Linked DNA regions of Mus musculus: regions 1, 2, 4 and 5 are each linked to region 3. A link is a contact called in public HiChIP or PLAC-seq, Micro-C and promoter capture Hi-C data. All regions are on one chromosome and are shown on one strand. The core of a region is the stretch at or near the end of the contact, and the rest is flanking DNA. Distances in the headings are between cores, read along the strand shown. Region 1 holds the start of Mprip (myosin phosphatase Rho interacting protein). Region 2 holds the start of Med9 (mediator complex subunit 9). Region 3 holds the start of Flcn (folliculin). Region 4 overlaps Gm33998 (a long non-coding RNA gene). Region 5 holds the start of Olfr225 (olfactory receptor 225).

Evidence for each region. Promoter capture Hi-C pulls out the DNA fragments that hold promoters and counts their contacts. A called contact is a pair of places that touch in the nucleus more often than the background predicts. HiChIP or PLAC-seq counts read pairs in DNA pulled down with a chosen protein or histone mark.
Region 1: a contact with region 3 is called in a Micro-C map of embryonic stem cells, with 4 times the contacts expected there. The contact joins the promoter of Mprip here to the promoter of Flcn in region 3. A contact is called at or near these places in 9 of 39 promoter capture datasets (the 3T3-L1 cell line, 3T3-L1-derived adipocytes, cranial neural crest and 5 more), 5 of 484 Hi-C or Micro-C datasets (cerebellar granule neurons, embryonic stem cells, muscle stem cells and 2 more), 9 of 115 datasets of contacts at active chromatin or transcription factors (bone marrow-derived macrophages, double positive thymocytes, effector CD8 T cells and 6 more) and 3 of 9 other capture datasets (adipose tissue, embryonic stem cells and liver).
Region 2: a contact with region 3 is called in an H3K27ac HiChIP or PLAC-seq map of embryonic stem cells, with 18 read pairs. The contact joins the promoter of Med9 here to the promoter of Flcn in region 3. A contact is called at or near these places in 1 of 39 promoter capture datasets (erythroid cells), 2 of 484 Hi-C or Micro-C datasets (embryonic stem cells and nephron progenitors), 3 of 115 datasets of contacts at active chromatin or transcription factors (embryonic stem cells and memory CD8 T cells) and 2 of 9 other capture datasets (liver and pancreatic islet).
Region 4: a contact with region 3 is called in an H3K27ac HiChIP or PLAC-seq map of extraembryonic endoderm stem cells. The contact joins the enhancer-like site here to the promoter of Flcn in region 3. A contact is called at or near these places in 4 of 39 promoter capture datasets (the C10 cell line, the SN4741 cell line, cranial neural crest and 1 more), 1 of 15 datasets of contacts at CTCF or cohesin (stem cell-derived epiblast-like cells), 5 of 484 Hi-C or Micro-C datasets (the HL-1 cell line, the HPC-7 cell line, bone marrow-derived macrophages and 1 more), 20 of 115 datasets of contacts at active chromatin or transcription factors (the 230-238 cell line, the HPC-7 cell line, the NIH/3T3 cell line and 13 more) and 3 of 9 other capture datasets (adipose tissue, liver and pancreatic islet).
Region 5: a promoter capture Hi-C map of macrophages shows a contact between it and region 3, with 6 read pairs. The contact joins the promoter of Olfr225 here to the promoter of Flcn in region 3. A contact is called at or near these places in 16 of 39 promoter capture datasets (the 3T3-L1 cell line, 3T3-L1-derived adipocytes, the C10 cell line and 11 more), 1 of 15 datasets of contacts at CTCF or cohesin (stem cell-derived epiblast-like cells), 4 of 484 Hi-C or Micro-C datasets (the HPC-7 cell line, bone marrow-derived macrophages and cerebral cortex), 18 of 115 datasets of contacts at active chromatin or transcription factors (the 230-238 cell line, the HPC-7 cell line, the NIH/3T3 cell line and 12 more) and 3 of 9 other capture datasets (adipose tissue, liver and pancreatic islet).

The regions. Positions count from the first base shown.
Region 1 is chr11:59,661,141-59,665,634 of GRCm38.p6, reverse strand. It overlaps Mprip (myosin phosphatase Rho interacting protein), which reads right to left and starts at 3,128. Exons shown (of 24, transcript NM_001368931.1): 1 at 2,687-3,128. The coding sequence starts at 2,809.
Region 2 is chr11:59,946,540-59,951,061 of GRCm38.p6, reverse strand. Med9 (mediator complex subunit 9) reads right to left here and starts at 2,848. Exons shown (of 2, transcript NM_138675.3): 1 at 2,584-2,848. The coding sequence starts at 2,795. It overlaps Med9os (mediator complex subunit 9, opposite strand), which reads left to right and starts at 2,915. Exons shown (of 2, transcript NR_045273.1): 1 at 2,915-3,238; 2 at 3,966-4,170.
Region 3 is chr11:59,807,656-59,812,164 of GRCm38.p6, reverse strand. It overlaps Flcn (folliculin), which reads left to right and starts at 2,126. Exons shown (of 13, transcript NM_146018.2): 1 at 2,126-2,505; 2 at 4,250-4,365. It overlaps Gm16062 (predicted gene 16062), which reads right to left and starts at 2,085. Exons shown (of 2, transcript NR_045686.1): 1 at 1,904-2,085.
Region 4 is chr11:59,635,052-59,639,431 of GRCm38.p6, reverse strand. Gm33998 (a long non-coding RNA gene) reads left to right here. Exons shown (of 3, transcript XR_388694.3): 3 at 2,418-4,380. Among named protein-coding and RNA genes, the nearest start is that of Gm33998, 6.1 kb to the left of the region's middle. Within about 2 kb of position 2,246, at least 115 of the 459 cell types and tissues checked have an H3K27ac peak or open chromatin away from gene starts, as enhancers often do. A contact at or near this core is called in the 230-238 cell line, the HL-1 cell line, the HPC-7 cell line and 5 more, where this site is marked.
Region 5 is chr11:59,610,448-59,615,088 of GRCm38.p6, reverse strand. It overlaps Olfr225 (olfactory receptor 225), which reads right to left and starts at 2,123. Exons shown (of 1, transcript NM_001011740.2): 1 at 864-2,123. The coding sequence starts at 2,123. The coding sequence ends at 864.

The DNA of each region.
Region 1 (4,494 bases), core at 1,879-4,378, 150 kb after region 3:
GACTGAAGAAAACTGTCACCCTGGGAATAGGGGTGGAGCAAGCACATCACCTGGGTGACAAGAACTCTGATTACCTTATCACAGATTAGTCTGAATTCCAGAGGCCCCAAACAGCACTTTGAGGCATCTTCTGAAACTCAACCATCCTGATGTACTCATGGGGTGGCTGCTGTGGACAACGAGGGCACTCAGGAGTCCATGTTACACTCCTGCAAGGCTTTCCCTTCTCTGAGTTTCAGGGGTTTCTTCAGGGAAAGGAAGTGGCTAGCTTAACTGACCTCCAAGTGTTTGCTGGTTTGATGCCACAACATAGGCAGGCCTGAAAGAGGTTCCCTACCTCTCTAGGGAAAAACAAATAAACAAAACCAACAGCTGAGGAAATAAAGCTCAAATCAGAAGGCTGAAAGGAATGTATGCTCCTGGGAAGATGACATCCTTGAGAGCAGAAGCTGTCCCTGCCTCCCTAGACTCACATCCTCAACTATTACAGAGGGGGTGGCTTTGATGATGGCTGATGTATCCTCCAGCTTGGACAGTCTAAAATAAGCTCTGGGCGGGAGGGGCAGCAGGAAGCAGGGGGTTGGGGGAGGCTGACAGGAACCAATTGGCTGAGGTTTTCTAATGGAGTCATAAGGAGAGCAAAAGGCTCTGCTCTGGGAGAAGCGGATACAGAGCAGGGACAAATGCTGTTGGCAAGAGCCTCCAGCCTCCCCGCTCTCCTTTCAAGAGCAGCTCCTTCCTGAAAGATCCCAGGAGCTAGAAGACTGGGCTAATCTCTCCCCACACAAATAACCCTACCCAGTATTTTAGGAACTACTGTTCCAGTGCCCTGGAGGTCTCAGGCCTGTTTCAAAGTGCAATCATTTTGAAAACAACAAACTTGAGAGTTTAATACTTTCAATTTGCTTCATCCCTTGAATTAAACTAATAATTGACAGATTTTTTTTTAACAGACTCAAACATTTAAATTCCTCTCATTCATTTAAGAATCAGAAAAACAGCCCGTGTGTAGCATAAATAACTAATTGCCAGTTTAGGCAGTTGCTTCAAATAACCTGGAAACTTACAAACCTCCCTCAAAACAGCCTTTGGCAAGGCCAGAAACTTCTTAAATCAAAGTTGACTGTTCTATGGGTGGTTTTTCAGTTTGTTAAACTATAAGGGGGAAAGCTCAATAAAACATATTTCTTGTTTTTCATATCACCACTACCAGTTTACTGATACGGAAATTAAAACAGAGGTAAAGGCCTCATTCAAGGTCAGACCTCAGAAAGTCACAAGCAGTAACCGCATATCCCATATACTGCTTCCCTGAACAGGATCCAAATGAGAAGAGGAAATCACATTTCTCTCTCTTCAAGAGTCCTACCCTTCCCAAATAGACAGGTCTCTAAGGCCCTTGGCATTCTCACAAATCAATGACTGAGACTTGGAGAGTCTGGTTAAGCTTCCTGATTGCTTCCTGGCTATTGGAAATCTGACCTCAGAGAAAGAGGCCATAACCCCTGCCCTACTACTCCACTCTAGTTTGCCCCATAAAACAAGTCAAACCTTGCTTGCCTGCCTGCTTGCCCATAAAGGCTTTAAAAACAGCCAAACCAGGGCACTTCAAAGCAATGTTTTCAGTCTAAACAGCTCTTTCCAAAAGGAGTGGCTACAACTAGGTGGCACTGGCTGGACCGTGTGGGGAACTCCACTGAAGTCAGCAAGCAGGGGGCAAAGGAAGTGGGCGAGGGGAAAGGGGAGCAGGATATATAGTGCTTTCCCAAAGTGCTGCAAACAAGGCCAGGAATCCTCAACACCAGAAACGGGAGAGCAACCAGTTCCCAAGGGCCAGTTGCCCAAATTGGAGACCTTGTACCAACACAAATTCCCAATCTCCTACACTGCTCCGGGGTTGGAGGTCTTTGGCAATCTAGGACAATGTTTTCCATGACTGTGACTTGGAGGTCTGGAACTCTGTTTTCCATGACTGTGACTTTGACACGGGTTAGGAAGAGCGTCTAACCTGGTCCAAAATCCTGACTAACAAATTAAGGGCAGACAGAGGGGGAAACCAACTTTCCCCAGAATGTACAGGTCTTCTTGGTCTCCTGGGCCAGAAAGCAAAACCAAGAAGGGAAGCCCCTACCCCTCGACAAAAGCTATTCCTACCTTCAGTTCAAGAGCAAGACCCACCCATCTGAAGAGAAACACCTCATCTCTCTTCAGACCCTGACGGTGACAGTGACTTAGAAGGAGAGCAGGCTCTATTCCACAAGATGGAAACTGGTGACCCACGCAAACATGCCAATTCCTGGGACAGTTTGGTGGCCAAGTCTGCGTCCAGTCCCAAGACAAGTCGCGAGGGGGGCGAGGGGGGGGGTAGTACTGACAAGTGGCAAGCAAGCCCCACTTTGTTCCTATCCAGGGAAACCAGACATTTTTTTGAGTCACCCAACAAGCATGAATCACACGGCAGAGCTATGGGAACGGGAAAGGATGTTATTTTTCGGCATTCTTGAGGATTTTCCCTTTGTCCCAGCTCTATCGATACTCTTCCCGCCCCCATTCCAACCCCATCCCCCAACTCTCACGCATTTTTTTTCCCTGCTCCATTTTTATTCTCTCTTGGCCTTCGCAGGCTCTGCGCTCCCCGGCACGACTCGCAGGCAGGACTCTCAGCTCCGCACCCGCGGCAGCTCACCTGCGTCAGGTCCTCGTCGTTGAGCAGATGCGACTCGCGGGGCTTGAAGCAGTTCTGACACTTGCTCTTGTTGAAGATGTTGGCCTGAAATTTCCTGCACGGGTTTTCCTTGGCCGCCGACATGTCGGCTAGGCGGCCGCGGAGCGGGCCGCCACGGCCCAGCGCTCTCCCGGGGGTCGGGGACTCAGCGCGGCCGCCGCCGCATTTTGCGCTGGCCGCCGCAGGCCCGGAAAGGCCTCCCCTCTCGCGCCGCGCCCCGCCTGCTCGCCGCGGCCTCAGAGCGCGCGCGCCGCCTCGCGCCCCGCCCCGCCGCCCGGCCGCTGTGGGCCCATGGACGGACGCGGCCTCCGGCCGCTGGCTCCACCGCGGCCGCCCCCAAGGCGCCGGCCGGCAAGTCCAGCCGTCGCGCTCACCCGGCGCCCGCCGCCACCGCGAACGAACCGAGCTGGGCGCCGCGCGCACTCGGGGAGGGGCGGGGTGGGGCGGGGCACCGCAACCGGCAGCCCCGCGAGCCAATGGCACCCGCACGCTCCTGCTAACAAAGAAACCCGTCGACCAATGGATGACGGGGGCGGGACCGGGAGCAGCGGGCGCAAGGTAACTTGTCCAGGCTGGGAAGGTGGAGGCGCTGGGATGGAACTTTCAGGTTTGGTGGACTGGCGCCGCCGCCCGCGGCCTGACAGCTGCGGCGTTGGGCTGGGCTGCTCCCGGAAGGACGCCGGAGATCTCCGCGGTCTCCCTGCGGGCCCCTGTCTTTCTCGTAGTCTCTTCGCTGCGGCCTTCTGCCTCGTCTAGCCTGCGCCCCTACTGTGTGCTAGGTCTGTGGTCGACCCAGATGCCACCATAAAGACTAGAAATTGTTTCAAGTGCTTCCCGTGTTTTAGATCATTAAAGTTCCATAACCTTCCCGTGACCATTCCGGTTTTACGTAAGGAAACTGAGGCGCGCGGAGCAGTTAAGTAATAAGACGTAGTGTTTCCGAGGTGACTAGAAGATGTCAGCAGCCGTGAGGAGTTGTCAATTCTATTATGGGAGCCCAATTCTGCTAGAGTTACGTACGCACTCTTACCTCCGTTTTGTGCTTGAGGAGACAAAAGCTCAGACACTGCGAATAGCTTGTGCAAGGTCACTCTGCAAGAAGGGCCTGAACTATATACTACAGGCCACTCTTGTCCAGACTCCCAGGCAAAAGGCCACTTGGAAAGGAAACGACAGAGGAGTCCAGAATGGGCGGAGGGGAGGGGGATGGAGGGGGACAACCCCTGCTCCTTAGGAGGCAAATTGTTCCCAGCAGCAGTGAAATGGATCTAAGCAGAGAGCATGCAGAACTGTTCCCAAGGTATGCAGGTGTAAGTGTGGGGAGGAGGAACAAGAAAGGAGTATGTGGTCCCAGAACTCTGAAAGTAGATCTAGGAGGGTGGAGAGTTTAAGGCCAGTCTGGACCGTAATGAGACCTTTATAAGGAGGCTAAGGAGGAGAGGAAAGGGAAAGAGTGAGGGAGGCAAGACAGAAAGGAGGAATCACTTTGACCTGAGATTCCAGGCTCAGCTGGCTGGCAGTTCCAGAAGTCAGCCTGTGTTTTTTAACAGGCTGAACTAACTCATTCTTCACAATGGAGGTGATATTGGAGCAGGTGGTGGCACTGAGAGCAGCTGCGCTCAGGTCACAAGGAGGCTTTAGGAGAGAAATGCCTTCAGAGTTGCGTACTTTTCCACTGGTCATCTGGTGACTACCCCGGGGAGGTGCATTTCCATTTTGAGAAAGAAATGCTCTCCTGCACAAGGAATCAGGAATGAAGGAGCCCAGAT
Region 2 (4,522 bases), core at 1,599-4,098, 140 kb before region 3:
CTTCAGCAGAGAGTTGACCTCAGACCCTCTGACTTCACATCGTGTTCCTGTCACTGAGGCTGGCCCAACCCAACTGCTCTTCCGGGTCAGGAGGATCCTTCCTGAGGTATAGGTGAATGTGTATACATCTGTGTTCTGATTTCCCATGTTTTTAATGTTTGCAAGTTACTCTGAATAAACCAGTACTCCAGCACTGCCCTGAGATGGTTTTTATTTTCCTCACTTCCATCTCATAATGTATTTGCCAACAGCTAACACAGAGGGGACAGTCTGCCTTACCCTGCATACGGGAGGTTCACGTTGTCTGAAGCCAAGAGAGGAGTGAACGTGAGAACCAAGGTTTTGCAGTCATTTGAAAAGCGGCAGATGAGCGCTGTGCTATCCCACTTTTATGTCAACTTAACACAGAGTCAGCAGAGAGGAAGGAAACTCAGTTGGAAAAATGCTCCCACAGAAGCATGCTGTAGGCGAGCCTGAAGAGCATCCTAACTAGTGATTACAGTGAGGAGGCCCCACCCACTGTGGGGAGTCACCCTGGGCTGGTGGTCTTACTAGAGTAAGAAAGCACGCTGAAGTTGGGCAGTGGTGGCTCATGACATTAATCCCAGTACGTAGGGGTGTAGACGCAAGCAGATTTCTGAATTTGAGGCCAACCTGGCTTAAAAATAGTTCCAGAACAGCCAGGAATACAAGGAGAAACAAACACAATAAAAAAGGAAGAGAGAGCGCACTGAGCAAGAAAGCACTCCTCCATGGCCTCTACATCAGCCTCTGCCTGCAGGTTGCTGCCGACTTCCTCCAGTGAGGAAAAGTGATACAGAAGTGTAAGTCAGATAAACCCTTTCCTCCACAGTTTGCTTTTGGTCAGTGTTTCAGCACAGCAGTAGCAGTCCTAAGACAAACACCAAACCACCAGAGCAAGAAACCCAGACTGCCTCAGCTCCAGCAAGAGGGCTTGCCAATGTTCCTAAATGTGACCGGAACTGTAATCTTGTCTTAATTTACTTTTAGTATCTAATGGTTTAGAAGAAATTCAGAGGTTTGCACCTAGTGTCCTGTGGCTATACAGGTATGTGCTAAATAACCTGATTAATGCCAGATCATATATTCAGTAACTGTCTAATGCTTATAATGTAACCAAAACCTTCCTTTGCCTAATGACAAAGTAGTTGTGGTAATGTTGCAGCAGAATGCGCCACTCACAAGAGTGTGAAAAAAAAAAAAGTATACTGCCTGATGGATAAAAAGTATTACCTATACAATTACAGGTAGTTCTTAATGCTTGATAATGATAATAAATAATGATGTCACTAGTTTATGGATGTATTATACTGTAGCGCTTCGCCTTGTTGCCTAGAGACAGGGTCTCATATTAAATAGGAAGTTAACAGTGTCAGCCAGGCAGCCTGGCCAGAGCTCTTGAGATCTGTCTGTAGCGCTGGGACGCTGGGGCTCCAGGCACGAGCAGCCATGACTGGCTTTTTATGTGGACGCTGAGGATTGGAACTCAGATCCTTGTGCCGTTTGTACCGCGAGTGCTCTTACCCACCAACCTGTCCAACTCCCAGTGTTGCTAAGAATCCTGACTGCACAAAGAGGCACCAGGCAGTAACTGTTCCGCGTCACCTAAGTTTATCAAAGCACACTTGAGAATGCTTGCACCAAAAAGTGTACCTCTTGGAAATGACCCAAGCGTATATGGAGTGAGCAAAAACATAGGCCATCATGGAGACTGGAGACTTTGGGCCTAAAAGACCATACATCCTTGTATATTCTATTAGAATTATTAGAATAAAGTTAATAGTGGGACACAATCATTCAGAGCAACTTCTGTGTCTTCGTTTCAAATGTTTCCTAGCATCACTTCTCCCCTCTCCACTTGTTTGTTTGGAGACAGGGTTTCTCTGGATAGCCCTGGCTGTCCTGGAACTCACTCTGTAAACCAGGCTGGCCTCGAACTCAGAAATCCGCCTGCCTCTGCCTCCCAAGTGCTGGGATTAAAGGTGTGCGCCATCTCTCCACTTTTAAGAATGTTTGTTTGTTTTTCTTTGCTTGTAACCGTTAAGCCCTGTAAGGGTAAATGGCTGCTCCTTTCTTTACGGTGTACAACCCTAGTACCTAACAGAGCCCACACAGGTAAGATGCCTCGCATTGAAATGGGTACTAAACTGTGTACACGGTGAGAATCTCGAGTCTGAACGTCTGAGGTCCACCAAAATTCGAACACTTTTCGGGGCTCATATAATGCCACAAGTGAGAAATTCCGCTCTGGGCTTCATGCGAACAGTCAAAACGCAGGCGAATTAAAACAACTGTATAAAATTGCCTTCGGGCTATGTGTAAGGACTTAAGACCCATCCCCAAGTCACTGCAGGATCTGGGATGGGACACTGCAGAACCTATCTATGCATTTGATCAGTACGTGGGCTTCACCCGGGAGTAAAGTGTAACTCTTAAGGCGCCTGACAACGTGGGCCCTCTGGGAAAATGGGGCGTGGTCCAGAGCCCACGGGCTTTGGCAGCTCGGAACCAGGGACACTAGAGTCGCAAAAAGTGGTGTCTTAACCTTTCCTAGACCCTTACCATTTGATGACATTGTGAACCAACGGCAAAAAGGAGTAATTCTCCTCCTTCGCGCCAGCGGGGGACTGAGGCCGCGGAGCCGCCGGCGGCGGGAGCGCAGCGACCGGCAGAGGCTGAGGCGGTGGTGGCGGCTTGGACTCCGGCAGCAGCTCGGGCGGTGGCTGTAGCGTATCTTCGGCCTGTCTCCCACCCGCCACCCCAGAGGAAGCCATAGCACCAGGAGTCCAGCAGCTGCCGAGGGGCGCTGGGTGCTTGCGTCACAACTGCGCGCCCGGGGAGGCCGGGCGGGAAAAAACTCTGAGTCTGCGCCCTGGGCGTAGGCGGGCGGGCGTTGCTAGGCGACGGGTGTCGGGAAAGCTAAATTGAGTAGTCAGGATTAGGGAATCTACTCCAGTCATCTTTCTAGTTCACATGACAGAGAGAGGTCAAAACACCAACGAGGACCCCCGGGACTGGCAGGAAGAACGGATGACGCTGGTGAGCACCGTGTGAAACTGAGGCTCTGCGGCAGCGAGCATCCAGATGACAAGGACTTACACGTCTTTGTGTCATGCTAGCCTCCAGGAGGGCCCCAGACTGGCGACAGCAAAACAGGCCATACAAACTAGTTCCACACGGCTGCCAAGGGGAAAACTAATCGTTCTTCAAGCATTTGGTATGCATCTAGCAGGTGCCAGACTACATACGTATATAAGACTAAGATCTTGGACCAAATAGGAGAACTTTACGATAGGCTTGTATTTATTCATTTCAAGCAAATGGGCTCCATTAAAAATTTTCTGGACAAGGGTAGCAGTAATTCTGATTCTGACTAACAAAAATCAGGGATTAGGGAAGCTGTCAACTGGGAGAGGACATCTGTCTTTGATGACAGGAACCATGTCAGTAAAGAGAGGCCAGGAGCCCACATCTCAGAAACAAAAAGAAGCAGGAACGTGGAACTTCACAATGGTGTTTTCAGGTTTTTTAGCTACAGGTCTCAGAATTGTTTTCTTCAGAGCTGCAGATAGTTCTCTAAACAGAGGCACTGTCAGGAAAAGAATAATCTCAGTGTTGCTCAAAAGAAGACAGAAACAAAGTGAAACAAGGTGATTTATTTATTTCTTGAAAATGAGTGCACCAGAACTCAAGATAAGATAGCAGAAACACTCAACAAAATGGCCACTTTCTTCCATCTCAGGCTTAGGTGCATTTCATCCCATTAGTGGGAACACAACTTCTCAATATGACTCAATGGGCTAATCACCCAAAGGGAAAGGTGGGTGGGGGGAGTGGAGTTAGGGAATACAGGCCCCTGTGGAACTAAGTGTCTGATTAGAAGAACATTTCTCACTGCAGGAAACTGTAGGATTTCCTTCTAACCCAGGACCTCTCCACCTTAGGGGAAGGGCCATGATTCCTGAGGAAGAAGGGAGAAGAGAATGGTCTAAGATGGAACCAGGTGTGCCAGAAAAGACTTGAAGACACCTCTGGAGACATCTGGGAGAATGCATGGTAAAACGGCAGTGTTAGCAAACAGTAGCTATCACTACTACTGTGGAATGAAAGTGACGAGAAACCATTAAAACCCTCATTTAATCCACCGAGAAACTCTGGAAGGTATATCTTAGTTTTCCATTTTATAGAAAAAGAAACAAAAGTTTACAGGGCTATAATAGCAGCCCCAGGATCACAAAGCCACAGAGCTTCCTTGACACCAAGTCTATGTCTAAAATCTACAGGTATGTGATGCCAGGCTCCTCCCTGATCTGTAACTTTTGATTCAAAATGTTAATGTGAGCTTTTATTCAGAATTCAAAAAGCATCTAGTAGCCATTGATACTATCCTCATAGCAACCAAACATCATCTTTCCCCCCTTAATGTGTTTTATAACTTAATTACAAGTCCCAAATCTATCTTTGGCAGAATGAGGGCATCTCTTTAAAAAGCTCTTGAGAT
Region 3 (4,509 bases), core at 877-3,376:
TACAGCTAGATAGGTGAGCTATCCTGTAGGCCCAAGATGGTGGGTGAACTTGTTTGGTTTTTCAAGATGGGGTTTCTCTGTATTGTCCAGGCTGTCCTGGAACTCACTCTGTAGACCAGGCTGGCCTTGAACTCAGAAATCTGCCTGCCTCTGCCTCCCAAGTGCTAGTTGACCTTTTGAATTGGCAAGTTAATACACTGCACAAGGTTTTTATCTACTTGTTCTGACATGGAGGTAGGCAAGGAATGGCTGTTGCAGAGGGCTAGCTAGAACTAGCTCAAGGTAAGGCAACTAGCTTTTGGGTCTGCAACATCCCAGTCCGTCCACTGGTACTGACATTCTAATCAGCCAGCCATCTCCGAAGACAGGCTCCTTTTGAGTCGGGAAGTGTCTGTCCTATGGCTGAGGCTCCTGTGGGGAGCTTGCTTCAGCGAGCCTCTGGGACTGGATCGGTAGGAGCAGGCAAAGGGACTCATTACCCCCTCAGCCTGCGAGGCTTCTCAATGACTGCAGAAAGGAATCCTGGTAGCCTGCCTCAGCCTTAGAGACCTGGGGGAGCCAGTGGGGAGCTGCACACTCCTGCTGTCCCCTCACTGACCTCCAGACTCTCTCTGTAGTGACTGCTTTTGGTTGGCTGCCCAAATCCTCTGGTCGCAATACAGGATCCTGGTTCTCAGAGCCATAGTCAGAGCTGACCTGGTTCTTCCTAACATCGCTGTGGGGAGTTGCAACTGGTTTCACTTATATCCTGAGTGGCAGTCTGCTTAAAGCTGTTTTATCCTGCTTAAGTTTGTTAACCCCTAGTTGTCAGGTATCTGCTTTCTTCTTCTGCTGTCTGCTTGCTCTAGTCTTGGAGAAGGGTAGGGAAGAGCCTCGTGGAGGACAGGAGATGACTCACAGTATCAGGAATAATCGGATTGGTAAAAATAAACACACACAAGACAATACCTAACACCATAACTCCACCCTGCACTCCTTAATCTTTACCAGGCAGTAAACAAAGTTATAGAACACAAGTTTGCATATTTTTTTTCCTCCTGCTCCCTCTTCCAACAAAACACGAAAGCTGAAATAGAGAGAAAGGAATCCGATCCCCGTGATTTGAAAAACAAACAGATACCAACTCATCAACTTCTACTCATCTGAAGCTTCCCACTTCCGGATAACCACATTCTGGGCGTCCTCGTGTACACAGCGGAGGCTGGCAGCGCTGGCCGCTGTGTACAGCTGGCAGCGTTAGTTACAGGCTCAAGCCCAGAGCTCTGTTCTCATCTGTCTTCAAGGGCCCATGGTATGCACTAATAGCTTTAAAATTCATTTAAAAAAAGATGTATTTTTTTTTATTATTTTTAAAATGTGAGTACACTGTCACTCTCTTCATGCACACCAGAAGAGAGCATTGGATCCCATTATAGATGGTTGTGAGCCACCATGTGGTTGTTTGGAATTGAACTCAGGACCTCTGGAAGAGCAGTTAATGCTCTTAACCGCTGAACCATCTCTCCAGCCCTTAAAATCCTTTTTTTTTCTTTTCTTTCTTTCTTTTTGGTTTTACAGGGTTTCTCTGTGTAGCCCTGGCTGTCCTGGAACTCATTCTTTAGACCAGGCTGGCCTGGAATTCAGAAATCCATCCGCCTGCCTCTGCCTCCCAAGTGCTGGGATTAAAGGCGTGCGCCACCACTGACCGGCTTAAAATTAATTTTTAAGTAGCTAAATAATATTCCATCCCTCATCCCCAAACGGGAAATCAAACCCAGGGCTTAGAGAAAACAACCCCACAATCCACGAACTGTTTTGAAAGCTAGTTTGCAAAGATAGGGCCGGCTCAGGGCAAGACTGAGCCGTGCACATGCGTGGTCCTGCTTCGCTCTGTACCCTCCTCCCTCCCAGGACCTGTCCGTACCTTCCACTTCTCTCGAAGGGGAGACGGTTTCTCTGATCTGCAACTTTACAGGCAGGGAGTGGAGTCCCAAGAACTCCCAGAATCCAGAGGAAATTTTCCGCAAATCTTTCCTCTTCGGTAGGGACAGGGCATGGACTGACTAATTCTCTCTGACTTTTTTGAAATGTCAGTTTTGACGTCACCCCTGCAGAATGGCTTCTCTCGGCGGCCGGAACCATCTACGCTTTTCCGCGGGGCGACTTGCCGCGCCGAGGGGCGCGCGTGGCCGAGGGGCTTGGATTCCTTGCCTGGAGGAGCATTACGTGACACAGCAAGGCTCCGCACATCCTAGTCGCCTGCGGGGGACGCAACGCTGCTCGCTCCGGCTAGTCACTGGCGTTGCCTGCCCTCTGCCGGCCTGCGGATGGTTCGGTCCGGCTGGGTCACGCGCTAAGGCTCAGTGCAAGGGCCTGCGGAACGGGCTAGCACTTGCCGAGGGGCAGAACAGTGGCGACAGCCCCAGGACAGTTGCGAGCGGGTTCCGGCCCAGCATCCGGGAGACGGCGGCAAGCGCCCCAGCTGGGTTGGTGTTGGGCCATAGGGCTGAATGGAAAGCGCGGATGGTAAACACCTGGGAGAGGGAGGTGGCAGGTTCCACCCCCCGTTTGGGGTAATTGCTTTAGTTTGACTGAATACTGTTGGGGACGTCGCCCTGCCAGTCAACCTCCGTTTTCTAGCAGGATGGCCGTCTGAGGACAGGGCAGGCAAGACACCTCATTTCTCTCCACTCTTAACAGGGTAACTCGTCCTCATGCGTTGGAAGAAATGGTTAGCCCTGGGATTAGCCAGTGGATCGCCGTTGAGGTCACAAGTGGCCCATAACAGTAGGGGGCCAGGAGGACCTACTGCAAGTATAGGGTGAATTTCCATTTCTCGGGGGTGGGGGTGGGGAAGCCTGGTACCACCCATGGTGTCCGGCAGAGAGAAAGACTACAGCTAGTGTATTGCTGGCAGTGCCGAGCTATCATAGTTGTCATTAAACAGTAGAGAGGACATGGCACGTGACAGTGTTTGCTCTGCTAGTGTCAAGTGACTGGGTGCTCTTTAAAGGAAGTCCTGCTGAAGTTGGCAGTAGTAGAGAGGGGAGTGGTTCTAAGTTGGAGATAAAGTTCCCTGCTGAGTTTCTTACCCACTCTATACTAGCTAGTGTAGTAGGGGGATCAGTGAGTTTCCTGTGGGAGACAGTTACAGCTCCTGCTGACTTCCGTGGAGATCCTTGTAACCCCTTGTTTGCCTACAAGGCACTCTTAGTGGCCTGGTGCTGTGAGAAGACAAGAAATAGAGATGAGGAAAAACTAGGGCACACCAGGGAAGGATGGTGTGGGTCTCGTTTGCCAGGCTTGTGGTTCAGACAGCGGGAGCAAATCTCGTACATGCACAGCCTGCCTCTCAAAGTATGACGCTGAGGAGACTGTCTTCAGCTCGAAAGGTTACTAGGAAAGGGTGGTTAGGCACACTCCCAGAAGCCGGCTCCTGTGGTAGAAGAATGTGGTAGACATTGGGATTGGGAGAGTAACAGAAGACCTAGGCTCCTTCCTCACCGGAATTCAGACGCCATATGCAATCCCGTCAGAGAAGCCTGTTGCCCAGTGCCCAGGAGGATTTCCAGAGGATAAGTGACAGTTGGTGTTACGGGCTGGGAAGGATTAGAAACTCAGGTAGTAGGTTTCTCGGTGGCTGCAGAATGGAGTGTCATGTAGGTTCCATTACAGTCTTCCAGGGGCTGCCTGGGCTGAGGAATGAGTAACCAGAAGATTCGAAACTCTTGTTGGACAAACCCCCTTTTTTTCTTTTTTAAAGATTTATTTATTTATTTATACACTGTAGCTGTCTTCAGTCAGCACCAGAAGAGGGCATCGGATCCCGTTACAGATGGTTGTGAGCCACCATGTGGTTGCTGGGAGGTGAACTCAGGACTTCTGGAAAAGCAGTCAGTGCTCCTAACCACTGAGCCATTTCTCAAGCCCACAATTTTTGTTTTTTGTTTGTTTGTTTGTTTTTTTGGTTTTTTGAGACAGGGTTTCTCTGTAGCTCTGGCTGTCCTAGAACTCACTTTGTTGAAGAGGCTGGCCTCGAACTCAGAAATCTGCCTATTTCTGCCTCCCAAGTGCTGGGATTAAAGGCGTGCGCCACCACACCCGGCACGATTTTTGTTTTTTAAGATCCAAAGCACAACAACAAATACAAATCTCCAGCTCCTCCTGACAGTCCCTGATTTGACTGTTAGCTGCTCCGACTCACGCTGCAAGAGCTTTAGCTCTCAGAATTTGGTCTGATTTTTTGTTTTCTTGTTTTCTCTTTCTCTAGACAACCTCAAGTCTTTGAATTCGAATAGTGCAGCTTGCTTACCTGACTCTTCCGGCGGGCCTCGTACATGTTCTGCTCTAGGCGGGATGGTGCAGTTGTGATGTGCTAAGCATAAGGTTGGTACTGACACTCCGTACTTGGGCCGTGCACGTGCATGCTTTGCTGAAGGGTGCTTATTTCTCCTCCTTGCATGCCCCTCTAAGAAGGACGTGGCCCCGTTTCCAGGATGCGTGCTTCTGCCCTGGGTCCTGACTCTCTTA
Region 4 (4,380 bases), core at 997-3,496, 170 kb after region 3:
GCCTGTGGACCAGAGAAGCTTTAATGAACCATGGGTCTGGGAACTATAAGACACAGAGCTAGGTCAAATCAGGCATCTGAGGAACAGGTGACAGAGGTTTGTCAGAGGGAGGGGCGATACCACAGGCCTGGGTTTAACAGCCAAAGATCCTCTCAAGACCCTGCTTCTGGCTATGAACCCTACAAACTGCCTGCAGCTGTGTGAACAATTACTGCATCTTCTATGCAGCTAGGATAGGCTCCAACACAATAGATTCATGTCTTCATACCAAGATGAAACAGGGTACAAATGCACTCACTGGTGGGGCCTGCATGGTGATACCAGCTGTTGCCAGGGCAATGTCTGGAGGAAGGCCTTCCCACAGGGTTCTGGGTGGGCCTGCCTGCATGGGGAGAGCGATTTCACATGTGAAATGCTGCCCAGTCGGTGACACTTGGTCACACTTTGGCAGACTAATCCACATCTTCATGGAGGTATCATTCATGTACCTTATTTATGCCTAGATATCTGTTCTTCTGCTTTCTGTCCCATTCGGCGTGCAACTGCCACCACAGCCTCATTTTACATATTTTTTGTTAATTTATTTTTAGTTATGTGTCTATGTGTGGGGATGTGCATATGAGTGCAGTGCCTGTAGAGGCCAGAAGACAGTGTCGGGTCCCTTGAAGGCAGAAGCTAGGCTGTTGGAAGCCATGTGACATAGGTGCTGGGAATTGAGCTCGAGTCCTCAGCAATAGCAGCAAGTGCTCTTAACTGCTGAGCCACGTCTCCCATTCCTACATGTTCTCTTCACGCCAGTGCCATCTATGTCTCCACTGGGCTGCAACTCCAGCCGCTGATGTGCCACATTCTGTACAGCTGTAAGGGTTGACCTAAGTGGGGCGTTGAAGGGATGAAGAAAGGATACACACGGAAAAGCTGGGATCAGGTGGGCTGTGCTCACCCTAGTGGAGGGCACCAGCGGTGCCACCAACAGTGGGGAATCCCAGCACCTTTATTTATACTCTGAGCCAAGGTAGAGGGTTTATCATATACAGCTGGATAAGGAAGCAGGCTCACAGTATACACATAAACAGGAGACATGTTTAGTTAATCTTTCTGAGAAGTCTTTGTAGGGGATCAGTCTTGGGCTGCAGTCATCCCAGAGGAGGAAGTTGGTTGATCGTTTCTGAATACACTGTCTATATTCACACTCGGATCAGATGAAGGCTTTGCCAGTTCCCATGGGTCTGAGGCACTGGGGTCCTTGACATGGCTGTGTTCAGCAACACACATTCACTCAGACCTTTCTCTGCTCCCCACGCTCATCTGGCCTCTGACTCTTTGGCTTGCCTGTTTGGACATTTTCACATCATAAAGTCATATGGCATATGATCTGTGGTCTGCAGCCTTCACCCAGCCTCGTGGTTTCAAGACTCACCCTCCTGGTACCTGTGGACATACCATTTTACCATTCTTCTGTGGCCAACTTATAGGCTGTTACATGGGTACAGCACGCACATTCACACACACACACACACACACACACACACACACACACATACACATTGTTGAGAAGATAAGGTTTTACTCTGTAGCTCTGGCTACTTTGGAATTTATCATGTGGACCAGACTGGCCTCCAACTCAGAGATCTGCCTGTCTCTGTTTCCTCCTGAGTGCTGGGATTAAAGGCATGCACCACCACCACCCGACCAGATTTCATATTTTAATGTTAGCAAATACATTTTAAAATACATGTTGAAAGAAGCCAGGCATGTGGCTTATCCCTGTAACTGAGCACTCGGGATGCTGATGTTGGAGAGATGCACGGGGTAAAATCAGCCTGGGTAGGAAGATGAGATCTTGTCTGAAAAAAAAAAATAAAAATTAATAAAAAGTGGAAATAAACATCGAAAGAGACAGTGCATAGCAAGACATTAAAGGGAGATAATGAGTTGCTGTCCCACAAAAGGGAGAGATGGCCCTAGTATTAAAGAAAAAAAAAAAGAGTCCATAGTATTTTTTCCCAACTTCCTGTTCCATATAAACAGAAACATTTCCCAAGCCTTGGTCTACAAGGCTACATTCTGTGTGATGCCTTCTTGTCTATATTCCCAGAAGGCCAATGCTCAGCAAAAGTACGAGATGTTTCCTGAGAGCAAAAGGGTCTGGCCACACCCCACTTAGCCTAACCTGTATCCCCAGCCACTGTAGCCAACCACAGATGACCTGCCGCAAACACTAAAGAGGAACTTCCTCCCTCCCATGCTAACCACTGGGATGGGTGCCTGAGTCACTTCCTGCTTGAAAGATAGATAGCGTGGTGCATACCCCAAAGCTCAGAGATTAAACATGTTTGGGAGCTATGGTGTGGGCTAGCTTGTCACCTCCGTTTAGCCACTGATGGCCAGTGATTTACATTCAGTATTCTGTTCAGTCTTCCAAACAGATTCAAAAGGGGACTGAGAGTCATACCTACCTAAGGTGGAGCTCAGAGACGCAAAACACTGACCAAAGGTCCCAAGACCTGAACTTGAACATGTTCTACAACTGCTGCTACACCCTCCTGGTAAACCTGACAAAATAATCTTGGACTGTGAAGCTTTCTGTGACCCAGAGCCACCACATTTCCCTGACCTGTGAGGCTATCTGGAAGGGACCTATTGTTTCTCCTATCCCCTGTGGACTTTCCCCTGCTGTTACCTGTGACAAAGCCTTCGTTATGCCACGCTGACAGCATTTGGAGCACTGCAACTATAATACAACGTTGGCCTAGAGAAGAAGCCATTTCAGACTCCTTTGTGGGCTGCAGATGAGGAGAACGGCTGGCTCACATCATTTACTAACTGGGTCATGCCAGCCCTTGACCATGCTCCCAAAGGCCCTGCCTGGCACCGTGTCAGCCAGTCCTGTCTGTGCCTCGGGTTTATGAGGAGGTATTCCCTCCTCGATAACAATGTTCAGAAGGAGCTAAGTCGGGGCGGGTGGGCAGACCCAGAATCCCCGCCTACAAGAGTGGCATTTTCCCCTTAAGTCCTTGCAGAATGAGTCTATGTGGCTTCCCTACTATGGCTTGGGTACTTGTGGCATTGTTGAAATGCCAAGCAGGGCTGGCACCCCTGCTTCCAGTAGCCCAACAGCCACTGCCCTCTTGGCAGCCCTGAGCTATGTGCTGAGCAGGTGGCCCTTCCCACTCAATCTGAGTCCAAGAATGTTGTCATCCGGTTGCCCAGGGCCTTTATCAGTGTAGCCTTTCTTACGGTGGCTGGGACAAAGGGTGTGGGTGTCCTCAGGACTCTGGGGGATTCTGGGAATGTATCTTTGCCTCCCCAAAATTCCAGCTGTCCTAGCTGTATGGAATTCTCATCCATCTTGCTGAAGAGATTTGAGACCTGTAGTGGGGGCAGGATACAGTTCAGTTCCTAAGTGTTTTGTTAGACTTACTTAGAGTCTTCTTACCATTTCTGAGTCATGCAATGAGAAGAAAGTTCTAGATTACTACTCAGACGCCTAAGAGCTGGGTATACAGCATCAAGAGATAGAGCGGCTTGGTAAGAGGACTGTGTCCTTCAAGCCTCAACCCTTTCTGACAAAGGTACCTTGTTGGAAAGCAGACCTGTTTTTACAAAGATTCAATCAATTAATCAATAAATTTAAAAAATTTTTAAATGTATTTCTACAAGGAAACTAGTGATATTCAAATGTTGGCGATGAATTCAATTTTTAAAAAAATTGAAATTGTCTGCCAGATTCAGCACATGTGCTGACCAGATGCAGGCTGGGGATCACTACGTTATGGCCCTGGCTCTCAGCCTGACTCTACAAAAGGGTACAGCCAGCCCACATCTGAACCTAGGAACCACAGCCCCTCATCTAGTGGTGGTGCAGCCTCGGGCTGGAGGTGACAGAACATGGGTAAGCAGTTGAGGTCAGGCTTTGGCCTCCACTTGCCCAGACTTGTTAGTGAGAACTCCAAGGACTGTCTAGTTTCAGTGTAGGAACACCCACAGTGGTTAAACAAGCCAGCCGGGGAGCAGGAGGAAGGAGCTGAGATCAGAGCAAGGAGTCCGCCCCAAGTCATGCCAAACAGCCTGGGAGCAGGGTACACGCAGAGATAGATGGACAGTGGACGTAGCTCAGCCCCGTTTGTTCTGCCTCTCACGCTTTAATGCTACAAAGTCTTACCATCATCAGCTCATGTCTGGAGTCAGAGAGACCTGGAGGTAGGGAGTGACCAAACACTGCAGTCCTTAAGTGTTTGGGGGACTGGTTGGAGGGCCTATGCAGACGCTCAAACTTACAGACGCTCAAGGCCCGATGCACATGCTCTCCCGGACTTCAAAGTTTGCCTAGATTGCACATAGCACCCAGCACAATGTAATCGTGCAAATCGCTATATT
Region 5 (4,641 bases), core at 874-3,373, 200 kb after region 3:
AGGGTGAAGGATGAGTTGAATGTTTTATTTCCTCATGGTTAGCATCGCCATCATCACTGCCATTGATAGCCTCATCTTGGTTCATTCTCACTAGTCCTCCTCCATAAGCAGTGATGGCCTTGCTCCCTAGACACTCCCTGCCATCCTTAAAGTTTCGGTGCCCAGTCTTTCTCTGATGCAGAAGGCCTGATTGATCCATCGGGAGCGATCCATCGGGAGCTGGTTCTACGAGAACTCTAGAGCACTGGCGGCAAGCTTTGTCACCCACTCATTACTGAGACGTAGAGAGTGCCGAGGTCAAGTGCTTGCCTGGGGTAGGCAAGGCCCTGGCTTCCATGCCAGCCCCGCAAAAGTCTAAAAGAAATAAGAGAGAAGGAAAAGAAAACAACAAAAACGAAGCTGAACATGGTAATCCAAATATTTGCAATCCCAGCACTTGGGAGACAAGGAGGGGCGCTGGGCTACAGAGATCGTGCCTCAAGAACAAGAGAAAAAAAAAACAAAAACCCAAAAACCAAAACACATTTGTCAAATCAAAACACACAGCTGACTCATGTTTCCATAGACCAATCTGTTCTGTTTTGTGCTACTTTTGAAATGCTTGCTACATTCACTAAACTCACTTTGTGACCTATACATGGGCCATGACCTGAAGTTTAAAATAAGCAATGCTTTTAGTTAAACAGTTAAGTCCGTTTGTGCGGGGACAGGGAGGAGGGTTGGCTGGTGACCATCAGAGGACATGGGAATGTTTGCTCCACAGGGTGGAGCAATAGAGCTGGAAAACTGAGACAGCTTTCTATGGGAGAGAGCAAGTGTTCCCATTACTTCTCTGACACACAGGCACATGCGCACACATTCTGTCAGACGGTGCCTCCTTCCTCTTGTGTCTGAACAGCATCACAGGTTAGCTGTAAATAAATCATTTCCTCCACTCTGTGCAAAAAAGGAAGCCACAGGTCTTTTTCTGTCAGTTTGCTGGGGTTTTTTTTTGTAAGAAGTCCTATCTCCTTGAATAAAATGGAGGCCCTTCCCTGCAGACAGTAATATACATCACTGATCTGGGACCTATGGGATACAAGACACCACATCGTTGCCACCTTTGGCTTATTGTCACTATGATTCACTATGGGTCCGAAACACATGGACAAGTGAGGTGAGTTCCAGGTCCTGTCAGTGCCCTGCGGGTCGAGCAGGTTTCTATCTTTTCCCAGAACCTTCAACATGGCCGCCTTCATGTCTTTGTTTCTCAGAGAGTAGATGAAAGGGTTTAGCGTGGGGGTCACCAGGCAGTAGAACAGAGTTAGAAACTTGCCCTGGTCCTGGCTTGCCAAATTGCCAGGCTGCATGTACATGTAGATGATGCTACTGTAGAAAAGAGACACCACCGCCATGTGTGACGAGCAGGTGTTGAAGGCCTTGCGCCGACTAGCTGTAGACTTGATCCTCAGGACGGCGGCAGCAATGTAGCCGTAGGAGACCAGGATCATAATGAGAGGCACAAGAACAATAGGGATGGCCAGGATGAAAATTAGGCCTTCTATCCAGCTTGTGTCCACACAGGAGATGTGGATGATAGCCGGCATCTCGCACACAAAGTGGTTGATACGGCGATGACCACACCGCCCCAGAGACATGGTCAGTGGGGACATCAGTGTCGAGCTGGCTGTGCCACCGAGCCAGGCAAAGGCTGCCAGCTTCAGGCACAGCTGTGGGTGCATGATGGTCAGGTAATGCAGTGGCTTGCAGACAGCTACAAAGCGGTCGTAGGCCATAACTGACAGGAGAATGCACTCGATGCCCCCCACGGACAGGAAGGCAAAGAGCTGAACAGCACATCCTACGAAGCTGATGGTCTTCCGTGGGCCCCAGAGGTTAATCTGGAACTGGGGGATGCTACTGGTGCTGTAACAGAGGTCAAGAAGGGACAGGTTGCTGAGGAAGAAGTACATGGGTGTGTGTAGCCGGAGGTCCATGAGGGAGAGGAAGATGATGGCTGAGTTGCCTGTGACAGCTAGAAAATAAAAGACCGTACAGACAACAAAGAGGACCATCTCCAGCCGGGGCTGGTCAGAGAAGCCCAGGAGAATAAACTCCCCAGAGCTCTCATTGTTCTTCTCCATCAGCTGTGACCTGTTCAGAAAGCATGACACACAAGCATTAGGAAAAAGCCAAGATGATCTGGACACAAACGGTCCCCCAGCAGGGACGTATTTCACCACATCATCAATATTTTAACTGTAGCGACTTGTTTAATGCTTGCCTGTCAGGTGAGGTACCAGGAGAAGATATTTGTCTACCATGGAAGGAAGCTCAAACTATCCCCCAAAGAGCACTCTAATCCATTTAATTAAGGTAAACGGATAAATGTTCAAATCTTTTTTTTTTAGTTTAAAAATGGAGCACCTATTGATATTTTTAGAAATAAAGTAACATTTTAAAAAGTCACTTTCCCAGAGTCTTCTAACATTGCAGTGATTTTCAAAAACTTGATACAATCACCTTTTCATTTTTGTGAAATTGTTTCAAGAAGTTTGCTTGGATCTCCCATTTCCTCACCCCATGTCCATGTTTCAGTCATCAAAGATCAGTTGCATAAAAACCTAGGCTATTGTTCTTATGATCTTGTGCCACGAGTTACAGGTGGAAAGGGAATGAGGCACACGTTGGCATTCAAGTTACTCACAGTGACTAACTATGCTTCCAGGAAACTAAGAGCCCATGGTCCTAAATGTTCTGACTTCTGAAAAGCTAAAGATTTGGTCTCACCTTGTGACCTAGTGATTCAAGTGACATTGCCTAAGAGACCCAAAGTAGCTTTCATTGTGTGGAGTTTTTCTGAAAATTATGGCACACAGGAAGGAAAAAAAAAAAAGAGCAAAATGTCTCACAAATATGAGACATGTTGATTTTCAAGCTTCCTGAAGCCCCAGCGTTCTAAGATGCTGGTCTGCAAGGAGGAATTCACCTGTCAGGAGGATGCTTAGGAATACCCAAGCCCTGTTTGCTGCAAAGACCTCTCCTCAGAATGACCTGCATCTCTGAGAGATGCATGAAGAGACCGAGTCCAGGATTGAGATGTTGCAGCCAGGTGAGGCCCTCAGATGAAAGGGGAGTCAGGGCATTTTTCCCAAGAGAAGAAAAATGATTGCTAAAGGCTGAAATCTTCCCGCACATGGTTCTCTGTGCTTGGCCTTTCTCTTAAGAAAAGTCGCAGCCATGTTCTTGGGCAACAGAAGCTGGCAGCTGTCCTCCCTCATACCCCGCATGCCACAAGTCAACAGCCTGTTACTTGTCTCATGGCTACACTTTAAACCACGCTTTGCTTCCAGTTTAAAAAAGGGAATCCAGTAATACAATGAATGAAAAATAGAAGAAGTAGAAAATAAATATCACATGCTCCAAGATACAAAAAGACAATGGCAAAGGGTGAGTTCCCTTGACCACATTCTTTAATTGAAGGCTAGAGGTTATTTTCTTGTCCAAAGAAATACCTTGATTCATGGTTATCTGGTGAAATCCCAACCGCAAAATCATTGAAAACAGATCTTCCTAACAATTCACAAGTTGTCTGATACAGACTCTCGGAATGCTTGAAGTATAAACAAACTAATGGGCTTAATTCATTGCCAGTAGCAAACCCAAATATTCTAATAATGTTTGTAGCAGTATATACTATAAGCTGAGAGGTGTACAATCATAAGTGTTCAGGAAAAGCTGGGGACATTTTTATGGCCCATTCCACACTGCTGCACAAAATACGGGAGAAGGGATGATCTGTAACAAACAGAAATGTGTTTGATTTACACTTATCTCCAGTTTGGGAAGCTCGGGGTCATGGGGATACATTTGGTGAGTGCCTTTTCGTTTTACCATTCCATAGTAGAAAGACAGAAGAGAGAGAGGTCAGGGTCATTGTTTTATTTGGAACTCACCTATGTGATAACTTACCCAGTCCTGTGGTTATAGCAGCATTCACTCTGGAAGAGACTTTGAGACCCAACACCTTTAACAGAACCTGCTCCCACTCAACACTGCTGCCCAGGGGAGTCAGGGTGCAACACATGAACTTTGGAGGAGCATAGTTAAACCATAGCAGTAGCTTTGTGGATGGCAAAATCAAAGAGGGTTGTCCGAAGAGAAAAACAAAAACAAAAATGATTCTCTGCTGATTGGAAACTGTAACATAGTTACACAGCAGATATCTGGGGACTAAACACAAGAACGGTCAAACCTTGGCTTGGTGTTTACTCTCACTTACCAGGTAAAATGCAAAAGTAAGGAGAAAGAGAAACATTGTTTTTCTTTGAAAGCCTGTCCTGGAAGTAAGTGTTCAGCTATTTAGGACATGGTGAACACATTGTGTTTACTGAACCGGGCAACCTACCCCAGTACAGAAACTGTCACCCCACACTTACTCCCTAGAAAGGGGGTGACAAAGACTCCCTGTTCCCACCCAAGCATTTCTTCCCCATAGTGAATGGAGGAGACTTTTAAAGGGTTCAGGCTCATTAGGAAGTCAGGCAGCTCCTAGAGAGTTCTTCCTAAGATAAGTTATTTATAATACTGAATTCCCTGCGTTCCCCCCGCCCCCATTCCCAGGAGTTGGAAGGAATAACTTGGAGAAACAACTCTCAGGAG